Linked DNA regions of Rattus norvegicus: region 2 is linked to region 1. Evidence: chromatin contacts called from public Hi-C data. All regions are on one chromosome and are shown on one strand. The core of a region is the stretch at or near the end of the contact, and the rest is flanking DNA. Distances in the headings are between cores, read along the strand shown.

Evidence for each region. Hi-C and Micro-C count contacts between places; a contact is called where the count stands out from the background.
Region 2: a contact with region 1 is called in a Hi-C map of the A7r5 cell line, with 5 times the contacts expected there. The contact joins two enhancer-like sites. A contact is called at or near these places in 7 of 12 Hi-C or Micro-C datasets (the A7r5 cell line, Schwann cells, hepatocytes and 4 more) and 1 of 1 datasets of contacts at active chromatin or transcription factors (oligodendrocytes).

The regions. Positions count from the first base shown.
Region 1 is chr3:81,005,909-81,013,271 of GRCr8, reverse strand. The region is part of intron 1 of Nfe2l2 (NFE2 like bZIP transcription factor 2); the gene reads left to right. Among named protein-coding and RNA genes, the nearest start is that of Nfe2l2, 19 kb to the left of the region's middle. Within about 2 kb of position 2,956, at least 37 of the 93 cell types and tissues checked have an H3K27ac peak or open chromatin away from gene starts, as enhancers often do. A contact at or near this core is called in the A7r5 cell line, where this site is marked.
Region 2 is chr3:81,101,035-81,108,293 of GRCr8, reverse strand. No RefSeq gene overlaps it. Among named protein-coding and RNA genes, the nearest start is that of Agps, 50 kb to the left of the region's middle. Within about 2 kb of position 3,998, at least 18 of the 93 cell types and tissues checked have an H3K27ac peak or open chromatin away from gene starts, as enhancers often do. A contact at or near this core is called in the A7r5 cell line, where this site is marked.

The DNA of each region.
Region 1 (7,363 bases), core at 1,707-4,206:
CTAAGTGTCAGTCAATGGCCAACAGACAGACACAGTCTTAGAAGGAATCTTTTCCTAGACTTTAAAGAGCCAGTGATGGGCCAGCCTGGCTGGACTTGTCTCCTTTCTTCTGTGTCTTGTCCTCAGCAGTCTGAGGCTTGGTTGTGCTTGCTGTGCTGGAGTGTTGCTGCCGATAAGACTTCCCCCACCTACTCTTACCTTTGTACACTTACTTCATCCTCTGGATTTTATCCCTGTGGATGGCAGGCAGCTGAACAGGAGCTTGACTAGAGTGTGGCTGAGCATAGACTCAGGTGAGATTATTGGGGCTGGAGAGATGGTTCAGCAGTTAAGAGTGCTTCCAGAGGTCCTGAGCTCAGTTCCCAGCCACCACATGGTGGCTCACAACCATCTATAATGGGATCTGATGCCCTCTCCTGGCATGCACCATATGTGCACACAGAACACTCATCATAAATAAATTAAATTTAAAACAAAACTGAGTACTCTTAACGGCTGAGCCATCTCACCATTCTGTAAACTGAACCTAGCGACAGGAGAGCTAGCTCAGTGATTGAGTGATTGCTGCACAGTTATGAGGACTGAGTTGGGAATCCAGCACTCACATAACAAACAGGCAAGGTCTCGTGCATGCCTGTAACCCAAGGGTCTTGGGGGCAGGATTATTAGAGCTTGCTGGCTGCTAGCCTGACTTTCAAAAAAAACATGAACCCCAGATTCAAGGAGGGACCCTGCCTCAAAGTGGTAAGACCAGATGATGAGGACACCTTCCTCTGGCCTCTACTCCCATGTGTTTGGCATATGCACCCACACACAAAAACATGGAAAGGTTTTTAAAAGCAGTCAGGTGTGGTGGTTCCCAGTACTTGAGGCCAACCTAGTCTACTGACTGAGTTCCAGGGCAGTTAGAGAAGCCTTGTCTGGGGGCTCAGGGCCAGAGCTCATTGAAAAGGGAGAGTGAAATAGAGGTACATCCTTTTTCCTCTGTTAGCATGGTAGAAAATGATAGAGAAGTAGTCTAGAGGTAGTTTTAAAATTCCTTGCCCTCTGCCCTTGGGGGGCAAGTTACCTCTCCTTTGCAGGACGAGAGAACTATCTAAGTGATTCCAGCAGCCCTTTCAGTAGTAGGCATTCCATGACTGTGTGGCATAAACACTGGTTCCCATGTGATCTGAGTCCCATGTACCAAAAAGTCCAGATGTAAGGAGGAAGGCTCCAGGGATGATAGTTTTCCCTGAGCTAGGGAATTGAAGCTTGGGGGTGGGGGTGCGCACAGTTGAGAACAAGGGAAAACACTGCCACTGTCAAGCAGGAAGACCAAGAACACATGGTTGGGGCTGGGTTGACTGTATGCCTTATTGCTTGTTTTGTTTTGAGCCCTGGTTCGTGAACTCAGCGTCCCTGCTGCAGCCGCCTGAGCACTGATTACAGGTGTGCTCGGCCATGCCTGACACCTGTTGCTTTCACTCACTGAGTCGGACTTCGGGAGTCCAGACTTACCCTTGTCATGGTGTTCATGAGAGTTGTACGTGGCGGCAGTTACTGCTTCTGTTGTGTCTCTGCAGATTTAGTGGCTCTTCTCTGTGCTGCCAGAGGTCCTTAATGCTGCTCGTGATGTCTCCTAACAGGGACTGCTTATTTATCCTTGCATCCCTGGCACCTTGCACTGTTTCTGACACCATGGATGTGACCTGTGTGGATGTAGATGGTAGATAGACCAGCGATCTACTTAGACTACACTCTAACCTTGTTCTTGACTGCCACTTTTCTAACTACCACTTTTTGACCAGAGTTTTAGCCAACAGTGCATATTACTGTAATATTGCTTGCTCTTGCTGGCTTCAGCAATCAGGAGGCACAGGCAGGTAGATCTCCCAAGTTCAAGGACAGCCAGGGTAACACCAAACAACCTTGTCTGGGGGTAGGGGGGGAATCATACTTTAAAAAAGTTCACAGTTTAAAAAAGTTAGCAGAGCCTTTGGGAAGTACCCTAAAAGTGCTTGTGGTTCATTAAAAAAAAAAAACTTTTTAAGTGTTCTCTATGATCTAAATATAATTCATTACATTATATTCATATAGAAAATCCCTCGGCACCACTGATACCAACATAGCCATGTCTCAAGATCCAGGGTCTTTGTCAGACTGCAACAGTTTTTACCTATCCTTCAGCCTAGGTTGGCTGTCTGTGATTGTTGGCTATTTTTAGCTAATTGTTAGTTGCTTAGATCTAAAAATGACCTTGAATACTGAACTAAATACTTTAGTTTGGGGACCCTAAAAGAGGATAAAGAAGCTTGAAGCATTGAGAAGCACCAGCAGTTTCTGTGAAGAACCTCTTGATTTGAGGCCCTCCTCCTTGAGCTGACCAGGTCAGAGAGGTCAAGGGTGGAGACAGCAAGGCACTGAGCTGCCTGGAGTCTCCTGGTTTGTTTCCACTCGGTGAAGTAGATTAGGAGGATGGAGACAGTGTTCCCAAAGGTTCTTTTGGTAATGATGAGTGCATGGCGTTCTAACAGTAACTGAAGAATGTTCACCAAGTACTTTATCTGGGGGGCTTGCTCACTCAGAATGGGGAGATTTAGACAACTATATCCTAAAGATTGCTGTTCTCCTGGCAGTGTTGGGGCCACCCTTTGTAACCTCTTATCAACCCTAGCCCTGCCCTGCACCAGCACAGCCAGATTGTAACTCTTGAAAGCCAACCGTGAAACTTCTTGTGGAGAAGTCAGACAGAGCTCGGTGGTTTCTCCAACAGGTAGGGGGTTACCCAGTGTTTGGAAAGTGAATGTCCTTTGTGATTTCATTTTGACCACATTACAGATAATGCCTCTGGAGAAAGTCGGGGTTCTGACTGCCTTCACTTCCCAGCCTTGCGCTGTCTTGCATCATGCATTGCAGGTTATGGACTGCGTAGTGGATGAGAGTTCCAGTAAGCTGGCCGGATCACAGTTCTTAGACTGAGTGAGTCATTGCTAAGAAGCTTGCTTGAGAACAGGAAGCAGCCCATGAAAGTGTGTGTGCATGGTGCCTGGTAACCTGCCAGGCTGAGGAAGCAGACCACTTTCTAGCCTAAACAAAGTGGAGGAGTCTCCACAGCCTAGGGAGTGAACGGTACATTTGTGATCAAACGCTTTAACTTTGCTGGGTGGTTTGTATTTGGTATGAATTTGGGAATTTTTATGTGGTGAAAATCTCTAGTTTTTGACTATGAGGATTTCTGTAGGAGGAAAACTTGGGTTGGTGTTGAGTGTAAAAGTCTGCCAAGTATATCTCTGAGTTGTTTAACCAGTTCTTTCCACTGTTGCTGAGGTAACAGACACAAACAGCAGTATTTGTACCTGATTTAGATGGCTGTAGGCCCTCTTTGAACCCACACTATTCTGTAGTTAATTATTCTAACCTATTCCACAGTAATAACAGAAAGAATTAGAAAATTAACCTGAGACCCAAAAGAGCTCGGTGTGGGGCTGACTGCAGTGAACTGTGGGTGTCTTCTGCCTCTGTGGTCTGTGTAGAAAAGCAGATGACATTACATTGTCCACCGTGTAATGTAGTATGGGACAGGAAACTTAGAGAAGTAAATGGGTAACTATTTAGAAATGTAACAATCATAAGATAGATTTAAAAAAATCTGTCTGGAGTTATTTATTACTACAAGTAATACTACAAGTATTAATAAATAAAGACTTTATTAGGCAGTTTGACCACAGAGTAGGACCTTGTAAATGATTGTGCAGCTGTTACTCTGTTAAGATTTGTGCGTTCCCAGGGTTGGGGATTTGGCTCAGTGGTAGAGCGCTTGCGCTTGCAAGGCCCTGGGTTCGGTCCCCAGCTCCGAAAAAAAGAGAAAAAAAAAAAGATTTGTGCGTTCCCTCATTGCCCTTACAGAATCTGACAGCTCTCTCCTGGATGACTTTCAGACTGTAGAACATATCCAGTTTTATTTAAAAAAATTTGGGCATTGTCTATTAAGGGGGAAGCTAAACCAGATTTACCTTCTAGGTGAATAATATATATGTTCACAGGATATCATAATGAGATATATGTTAGGACAGTGTAGCCAAGTGTTTCTCTCACTCTAGACGTTCTAGTAACTAATGTGTGCATGAAGAAGAGGGTGCAGAGAAACAGAGGCTAAACTAAGGTCGGTATTTCGGAGTATGTTTATGCCTGTGTGTAACCCCAGCATTTAGGAGGGTGAGTGAGGAGGGTGATGAGGTCAGCCTGGCCTCCATAGTGAGATCCTGTCTCAATAAAGGGGTGGGGGTGGAGGAGAACAATCTTTACTTTAAAGTTAGAAACAAAGACCAGTATTTTATTCTGTGCTAAATGACAAGTACAGTTTATTATTTTTAACAGCTTGTTGAGCTACTGTTTTTGTGGTGATGGAAAGAGGGCATTGTGGGTAAAGGTACCTGCTCCCAACCTGGTAGCCTTAGTGCCTACCTAGGACCCCATGGTAGAGAGAGAGAAAAGGCTCTGCAAGCTGTCCTCTGACTGCTATTCATTCTCTGTGGCACATGTTGTGTCTGGTTCCCCCTGCATCCTGCTGCCACCCCAATACAAAGTAATAAAAATCTTATTTTAAGATACAATTTTAATTTCAATAATATGCCAAGTTCTCAGTTTATTAAATAGCTTTAGTGTTGGGTGGGATTGTTTTAAAATCTTCTGCTAAATGTTTGTTCAAAGGACTAAGATTGGCTTAAAACACATGTGACTTCATTGTTCAAGGTCACTGTTTATCCTTGTGCAGAGATGTTTATTTCAAAATGGCATGAATTTGTTGTCAAACTGTACCATTTTATGAGGCCTGTAATGGATTACCCAGACAGCAAATAAGTACTCCACATTTTGAATATAACTTTTTGTTAGAGTAGATGGCAATTGGATGTGACTTGTCCAACATTTTGCTTCTTACTGTCTCTTGCATAAGCTAAGTTTGCAGCAGAATTTGGAACACACCCAGGAATCCATAAGTGGCAGGCAGTGTTTGCCCCATACGTCACAAGGCTTACCCTGGCACTTAGATTACCCTTGGGCAGCTTTTTCCAGTCTAAGAAGATACCTGTTGGAATGCTGCGCTAGCGGTTCCCTGCTTTCAGTTTCCTTCCCAGACTGATTGTGTGGCCTTCCCTTCTGGGGGACCCACAAGGTGGGGGTCAGACAGCTAGCTGCTCTTCAAAGCTTTGGCTGTGAATAGTGGAAGGTCTCCTCAGACACTTCTCTTCCCTCTGTCTGCTGTCGTGTTCTCGCTTGTTAAGGCTCCACCCTAGTATTTCCTCTTAGATGATGTTCCTTCCGGTCTCACAGAGCAGTGGGTCAGGGATAGGACTTTGTGGTATAAGTCATGCGCCAGTCACAAGGTTCCTCACAGGAAATGCTGAGTGCTTTGTTCATTACAGAAAATAGCACTTGTGATATGGGCCTCCCAGGCAGTGCTTTGGGTTAACAGACTTCTGTATATTTCTTTCCAGTGTAATGCTTTGACTCTTTCATACAGTATCTGAAGCTAGGTCATCGTGTCACACACTTGTAATCCTAGTTTTGAAAATCTGGGGCAGGAGGATTGCAGTGAGCAGTATGAAACCTGTCTGTCATAAAAGGGGGAAAAATCAAATTTCAGACATTTTCCTTCTGAAACTTGTGTGGAAATCTAAAATAACAAAATGTGTTAGGCACAAGAAGAAACTCCCTACGTTCAGATCAGAATGTCTGCATTCAGGCCTATGAGCATCACTGTGAACATGGGCTATCAGTTTTGATGCCAAGCAGGGTCAGCCCGAGCTTGATGGGAAATGTGTGCTGTTTAGGAATCCAAAGTATAAAAGATGCTTAAAATCAACTTTGCTTTACTTTCTAAAACTTACTTTAAGGGCGTGTGTGTGTGTGTGTGTGTGTGTGTGTGTGTGTGTGTGTGTGTGTGGCGTGTAGAAGCTAGAGGTGTCAGATTTCTTTGAGCTGGAGTTACAGGCAGTTGTGAACAACCTCACACAGGTGCTGGGTCCTTTGGGCAGTGTGTGGTCTGCACTGCTAGGTTTTAAAAAGCAGTTTTCTTTTGCACACTTGGTAGCACAAACCTGAAAGTACAAAGAAGAACTTCTGGGACCCTTTGAAGCCTGTGTGCTTGCCACAGTGATCATACTGAATATCCCCTGAGCCACTGGAAACAATTAATTAGATGTCAGCCAGGTATGGGTGGCATATACCTGTGATCCCAGCTCTGGGAGATGCAGCTGAGAAGATGGAGTCAAGGCTAGATTTTTTTTGGTTTGTGATCAGCCTGGACTATATGCCCTAAAGAACAAAAAAAGAACAGGTGAAAACACCTCTTGGTGGCCTTCCTGCTGGAAATGCATGCTAGGCTGGGGGAGCCACTGTTTCAGCTCAGAACCACTCCAGGTGAGCTGAGCCTTCCTGGTTCTTGAGAAGGATCCTCCAAGGTGTCTCTTCTGACCACATTATGGAAAATGAAAAAACAAAGATCTACTGGACTGGCTTAGGATGTACGTTGAGGGAAAGTCATCATAGGAAAATAAACTTAGTGGTGACTGAATGGGTCTGTGGCTAATATAAAGTACATGGAGGTACTCACTGCTCTCAAGATTCCAACTACCACCAAACTCCATGTTTATGAGTATGTCTCGACCCCCTTAAAATCCAAAGACAACAAAAGTGCATGTTAACATGCCTCAAAGCAAGACCTAGGAGCTTCATTAGGACCCATTCATGATTGATTTTGGGATAATGTTCAGTTAGTCTAGTGTTAATTCAGAGTCCACAATTTCATTGTTACACATTGGCCTGAAGTTTGGTCTTGCTTATAGCAGATCTCCCATCAGTGAACATTTGTTAACACTAGCTTATTTTATATTTGTGAAGAAATTTGTCTCCTTTGGTAACCCTCTGTCTGTGTGCTGGGGTTGGAAAGAATAGTTAACACCTTCTGAAGTTTTGAAGCATTATCATATGGTGGAAACAGGAAAAAAACAGTTGTTGAAGTCAACTCTGGGCATGATTGGCACTGATGATTTTAGGGTAAGTCCCTAGAAATTGTCATCAAGTCCTTCAGGGCTCGGGTCAGACATGTGAACAGGTGGTTCAACAGAAACCGTTTCAGTCCTCGTTTGTGCATAATTAGGAGTGGAAGCAGGTGGTGGTGGTAGTATAGCCCAGCACTTGGTCAACAGAGCAGAGGGTTAGTCGTTCAAGGCCGGCTTGGGCTACATGATTCTGTTTCAGAAAACAAAAACCTGCCTGGGCCATGGTGGCACATGCCTTTAATCCTGGCATAGGCGGAGGCAGGGGAATCTCTTGAGTTTGAGGGCAGCCTGGTCTGCGGATCAGGTTCTAAGACAGCCAG
Region 2 (7,259 bases), core at 2,749-5,248, 94 kb before region 1:
GGGAAGGGGAGGGGGAGGGGCCAGGAGAAGAGGACGGAGGCAGAAAGTAAGAAGGGGATGGGATTCCTGCTTTGTTTTCAGCACATATAAAACAAGGGACTAAAGAAACACATATTTAAAAATTCAGCCTCTATATTCATACCCAATTTGCTTCCAAGCCTACCTTTAAAACTCCATCTACAGAAAATGAATTTGACCAGGTATCCATACACAGAAAGGTTCTCCATCACCATAAATTGACTCATGATGTGCTGAATTAACTGTTGAAATTTACCTAGAAAATAAGTTTACAAACCTGGCACAATTGAGACCATGTCATGCACAAAGACTCTTCCTTTCTTCCTTCCTTTCTTCCTTAATCTCCTCCTCCTCTTCCTCTTCCTCTCCCTCTCCTTCCTCCTCCCCCTCCCCCTCCCCTCCCCCTCCCCCCTCCCCCTCCCCCTCCTCATTCTTCCTTTTTCAAGACAGGGCAACACTATCCTAGAACTAGCTCTGTAGACCAGGCTGGCCTCAAACTCACAGAGATCCACCTATGCCTGCCTCCCCAGTGCTGGGATTAAAGGCCTGTTCTACCACCAGGTGGCAAAGGCTTCCTTTCAAATTACCTGAATTTAAACCTGCTTCTTAGTTTTCTTTTATAGATTCATAGCTGAATTATCTTGAAAAATGACAATGAAGTATTAAAAAACATCCGCATAAACCAATACCTTTCAGAAAGATTACCTTTCCAAAGGCATGCAGAAGACCTAGCCCAGCGAAGGGAACCCAGATGCCCCAGGAGGGCGCTCTCACACCATTCCTGTATTGCATGCACAAGTCTCTAAATCCCAGGAAAACTGCTTCCCTGCTTCACTTTGGCTGGTCTTAGTTTTAGATGATAAAAAAACAGAGAAAACCGGGCACGGAGGCCCAGGAGTGTAGACTACTTGGGTGTCAAAGACAGGAGGATTGCTTGAGTTTTTGAGTTCAAGGTCAATGTGGGCTATTGTGAAAGACCCCGTTTCAACAACAGAAGGAATACACAAGCATTTTCTAAAACTATTCTGCTCCAAGATCAGACAAACCAATAGTTTAGGACCAGGAGTCAAACAGAACTGAATTAGAACTCCACTCCCGTCTCCTCACGTCACTGAACACGCAGGTGACTCTGAGTCAATGTTGCTTCTTTATGAAAATAGCACATTTCCCTCATAAGGGGTGATATTTTCTACCACCCTTATTAATATCTGAATATAATCAGATATTATATGATTATGATGTCATAATCTTGAATCAAAAATGTGTATTGCATATTTCTTTCTCTAAAACACAGACAAGCCATTACAGAAGAAATATTAATATTAGCTACTTGATGCTGAGGTGGAGAGGACCACAAACTTGAGACCTCCAAGGCTGCATAGTTCAAGCCAACCTAAAGCTTAAAAAGAACCAAGAGGTAAGTACGGGGCTCCGCAGCAGAGCACTGCAGTGTATATAAAAATCGCAGAATTAACACAATAGATATTCACAGTCACTGGCATTTAAACCTTCTAAAACGGGTGATCTGCTCTAACAATGGTGCTACTATAAACAACCTTCCTGTGAGGCTGCTTTCCATGAAGAATGTGGCCTTGCTCCACAAGAAACAAAGTCCTACTGTTCTAGTTACAATGAATAAATCTGGTAGGGCAATCATTTATCTATCTAAGAAATCTTTGTATGTAAACGTGTCACTCCACTTATTTAATGGTCCAAAGGCAAGGCTCTTGCTTTCTCAGCTCTGGTCTCCCTCCCACTGGGGCCTTCATAAAGTTAGTAGACTAGATGCATAGGAAGTAGAAAGACCATCTTAGCCTGTTCCTTGGTGCAGTTAAATTGTGTCCTATGCAACCGTTGAACTTACTGTGCTTCATCTGGACAAAGCAACTGTCAAAAGAAACCCATCCCTACTACATTCAGCTAAGGAGGGCACACTGAAGGGTGGGTAATGGCAGGCCACAGAGTTGGTGTCTTACGGATACAATGCATGGAGAATTTGTGACATTGCCACTGTCACAATGTAGCATAGCACATTACATCCCTGTCTTGACATTGTTGGAGTAAATACGGCCACCCCACCATGCTGTTACATTTGTGAAAGTACAGCACAATTTTGTACAATACAGAATGCTTTCTAAGGACAATAAAGGACCTTGTTACCCATATCTGCGTTGCTAGGTTAGTATTTTTGTCTTTATTTTACAGTGTAGCCCTACTTATTAAGAAAAGCAAATCAGGAGGGGCTGGGGATGTAGCTCAATCGGTAAAGTGCTTGCCTAACATGCACCAAGCTCGCCTTCAATCCCAACACCTTCAATCGCAACCCCACAAAAACCAAGTGTGGTAGAGTCTGGTAAGCATCCAGGAGTTAGATGCAGGAGGATCAGAAATTCAACGTCAGGGCTGGAGAGATGGCTCAGAGGTTAAGAGCACTGACTGCTCTTCCAGAGGTCCTGAGTTCAATTCTCAGCAACCACATGGTGGCTCGCAGCCATCCATAATGGGATCTGATGCCCTCTTCTGGTGTGTCTGAAGACAGCTACAGTGTACTCATACACATAAAATAAATAAATAATTCTTTAAAAAAAATTCAAGGTCATCCTCAGCTACATATGGGTTATGTGAGATCTTTTCCAAAAAAAATGGAGAAGGCAGGTGACGATTTGCCTCAGAGATTAATCATGCTTGCTGCACAACTATGAGGCCCTGAGTTCAGATCCTAGCACCCGTGGAACCAGCCATGTGTGTAACTCCGGAGATGTAGAAGCTAAGAGAGGGGAGACTCACTGGGGCCTATTGACTGCCCACCCAGTGAGAAAAGCAGTGGACCCCTGGCTATAGACAGACTCTCCTCCCACAGAATGAGGTAGAGAGAGACACAAAATGCCCAAAACCCTGGTCTGACCTCCTCATGCATGAGCAGAGAGACAACATAGACCATTAAAAAAAAAAAAAGGAGTTTACTTAAAAGTTTGCCATGTTAGGCCAACAGCAGCCTCATATTGCTATATTTACAGTTCTCAAGAGGCGGTGTCACAGAGCCATTAGCCCATACTATTGAAGCCTGAGAAAGTACACTTGCCTGTTGTTAGTGACCATGGTTACAGTCTTTAAGCCACTCAACCCAAAACAAAACTTCAACAGCGTTTAGACAGAGAGGAGTAGGAGAGCCGGGGAGGGGCTGGTCTGTTTGCACATGGTCTCTCGCCTGTGGGAACAGTTCTTGAAGTATGCAGAGGACATCAGTTCTACAGAAAGCAGGAGGCTACACTGTCAAGGACGTTTGAGAACGTTTGCCTAGCATTTTATCTCCTCAGATCCACAGTGCACACCAGTAAACTACAGGCTGTAAAGAACACTGCTCGGGGCTGGGGATTTAGCTCAGTGGTAGAGCGCTTGCCTAGGAAGCACAAGGCCCTGGGTTCGGTCCCCAGCTCCGAAAAAAAGAACAAAAAAAGAACACTGCTCAATACTGTTTTTCCTCGCAAAATGTATTTAACCGACGCGCTACCTACCTATAAACACCTTGCAAGACTAATAGGTTCTGCGGCCATGGACTTGAGGAAACTGTCTCTCTGTGTTGAAAGGCTTCTCCCTCTTATTTCTTCACCCAAAAAATACAACTAACCAACCAACCAAACAAACCACCTCACCTCCAAATCCTGCAGTTTCAGAAAGTTTCATGATTTTATGTCTATAAGAGGCACCCTGGAAATGTCTGAAGTGTTGATATAAAAGCCCATAAGCAGATATTCAAGTGCAGTTTGACCAGATGGAAAGGGAAGAGAAAAACATAATGTTGGAGTCACCAACATGTAGTGATTTTCCTTAGAGTTTTGTACAAATGTTTCCAGTATTGGTTTTCCCTTAATTCCTTTTGGGGGATCTATTTCATGTATTTCCAATTCTCTCCTCTAGATGGCAATAGAGGTGAAAAAATGCCCGAAGGTCTGGGTTCTCAGGTTTCAGTGGCATCAAATGACCATAGACTACTGTCCTCCAAACACAGGCCTGTTTCTAGACAGCATGTCACTACGCAGCCCCGGCTGGCCTTGAGTGCATCAAAATCCACCTGTCTCTGCTTTTGCCTTCTAAGTGCTGGGATTAAAGGTGTATGCCCACCATGCCTGGCCAACAAGTTTCCCACCGCTCCTCAAATATATTGAATCACATAGCAAAAGATTAGTGACAATGGATGAGGGAATTGAACCTCCCCTCCATGTATGTGTCCCTTACATGCTTATGATGTTGTCTGTATCTTAAAAATAGTGTTAGCTGTGCTCTTCTTAGGTCCTGCAGCCAGCTGGCTACAGAGGCATGTGATACGGCCCAAAGCCGAGTCACCTGGTTTGCTGACATATGGCTTCATTTAAGATCTGTAGCAACAGGGTTGAGGATTTAGCTCAGTGGTAGAGCGCTTGCCTAGCAAGCGTAAGGCCCTGGGTTGGGTCCCCAGCTCCGGAAAAAAAAAAAAAAAAAAAAGATCTGTAGCAACGCTAGGTCTGATCCTCTTGTCAACTGACGCTTTGAGCCAGCTGTAAAGGGGTCCCTGTACTACTGGACGCTGTGCTGAACTGAAGCTCGGGATGTTAGCAGAAAGGTAACACTTCATTAAAAGTGTGCAATTTATGGTTGAATTAATAAAGCAGGAGAAAAGGAGTGGAACGGGCCCAGAGAGGAGACCTTTATGCTCTATATCAAAGCCCCACTAGGGATATTTTAAAAGCCTTACCCTTCACTGCTTCATTGAATCTCATCATTAAACAATAAAATGGGGTCTACCAGCAAGATGTTCTCCACAGAATCTGCTGACAGGGAAAAACAAGGAGGCCAGCCCCTGTAACGGATGGCATTTCAAGGGCTCTACAGTGCTCCAAAGGACTCTAAATTGTCCATGTGCAGTGAACTGGACAGAGGCTAAAAGGTGGCCTATACCTTCAAAAGTGGTAAAATGGAAAATCTCTGTGGGAAATTATATATATATATATATATATATATATATATATATATATATATATATATCATATGTATATACCATATGTAAAACTGTCTTTGGCCCAAACAAGGAACTAAGTGGATATCAGTTCGTATATTTTTTTAAATCAATTTTGAATACATCACAGGATTTTTAAATTCTCTCTCTCTTTCTCTCTCTTTTCTCTCTCTCTCAATTTTAAAAGGTATGGGGAAAGGAAGAGTTGAGACAGTATTTCATGCAACCCAAGCTGGCTTCATATTTGTTATGGAACCAAAGCTGGCTTTGACTTCCTGCACCTCTGCCTCCACCTCCCTAGTACATGGGTATATACCACCATGCCGAACTCCTTCCTCCCCCTCCTCCTCCTCCTCCTCCTCCCCTCCTCCCCCTCCTCCTCCTCCTCCTCCCCTTCCTCCTCCCCCTCCTCCTTCCCCTCCTCCTCCTCCCCCCTCCTCCCCCTCCTCCTCCTCTTCCTCCTCCCTCCCTCCTCTTCCTCCTGGTCCTGCTCCTCCTGCTCCTCCTGCTCCTCCCCCTTCCTCCCCCTGCAGTCATTCCAGGAAATTGCTCTTAACATCACGCCTGTCCTTGAATGAATACCTAGAGTAATTAGGTGTGTGTTGAAATCAGTTAATATTATGGCCAATTGGCCTGACTCCCTTTCCCAGGCCACTCTTGGGTGCTCCGAGATCACTGTATACTTTCCCATGGGCTCTGAGCGTCACGACAAAATCAAATCCTAAAGTGAGCAGGACAAGAAGCATGGAAATAAATGCTACACACTGGGTAGGAGCAGGAGCCTGGATGGGCAAGTGGCTCTGTACTTGCTCTGTAGCCAAAGCCCTGGGATGACGCCCAGCCTCCATGCTTCTTAAGGACAGTAATACCCTGAGTACAAGCCAGTGGTCCTTAGCACAGTCAACCCCGAGACTCGGGAGTGTCAGAGAAGTGATAGACTCTTCCTGACTAGTTATCCATGTGACCTGCCTAGACCACCATTCCCAGATCTCTGTTATCTTTAAATGTGCTCAAGAGAGGTCCTTCCGGTGAGCTATGGTCCTTGGATTCTCTTCCTTAGGCACGACTCAGTATCTCATTCCTCAGTATGATGCATGGTAATATAAGAAACAGACATTTGAGACGCTGGAGAGATGGCTCAGGTATTAAGAGCATGGGCTGCTGCTCTTCCAGAAGATACTATTTGATCTCTAGCACCCACATGACAGGTCACAACTATCTCTAACTCCAGTTTCAGATACCCTTCTTTGACCTCTGTGGGAACCAGCTATACCCACGGTACACAGACACACAGGCAGGCAAAATATTCATATACATAAAATCTAAGAAGAGATAGAACCCAATCAGAGTAGTACAGGCCTGTCGTCCCAGCACTCGGGAGGCAGAGGCTAGCAGATCTGTTAAGCGTTCAAGTCAAACCTGGTCAATATAGTGTGAGTTCAGGACAGACAGAGCTGCATAGTGAGACCGAGTCTCAGAAAGAGGAGGAGGAGGGGGGGAGGAGGAGGGGAGAGGAGGAGGGGGAGGAGGAGGGGGAGGAGGGGGAGGAAGAGGGGAGGAGCAGGGGGAGGGGGAGGGGAGGGAAAGGAGGAATAGGAGGGGAAGAGGAGGAGGAGGGGGAGGAAGAGGAGGAAGGGGATGAAGATCCATAGCTATTTAACAGAGAAGAGTGGGTGTAGTTCAGTGACAGAGGGCTTGCCTAGCATGCACAAAACACTTGATTCAATCCCTAGCACCATCAAGGAACAATAAATATAACAGATTAATTGGCTTCCAATTTTGGTTCCTGGCAGACAACTCCAAAGCCCATGAAGGCCCCAGAGTGCTGAATGTCTTCTACTAATGAAACCACTGGGTGCCGGAGGCCCCTAACCAGCTTCAGGATAGAAACCGATCACCAAAATCCAGCCGCACCCTAGCTTTCTCGTTGTTGGAACCAAAATAACTTAAGGAAGGAAGGGTTTACTTTGTGGTCATTTTGAGGACATTCGGTCCGTCACAGCCCACAAGGCAGGCCAGCAAGAGAGTGAGATGGATAGTCACATTGCATGGTCACATTGTATGGGTCAGCCCCTTCTGAAGCAAAGCAAGATGCATACTGGTACTCTGCTTGCTTCTTCTGTTTTCTCTTTTTATTCAGGCTGGGACAGGGGATGATGTCATGGACTTGAGACTGGGTCTTCCTCTTTGGAAAAGCCTTCACAGACCTGTGCACAGGTGAGTCTCTAGCTGCAGTCAATGATAATGA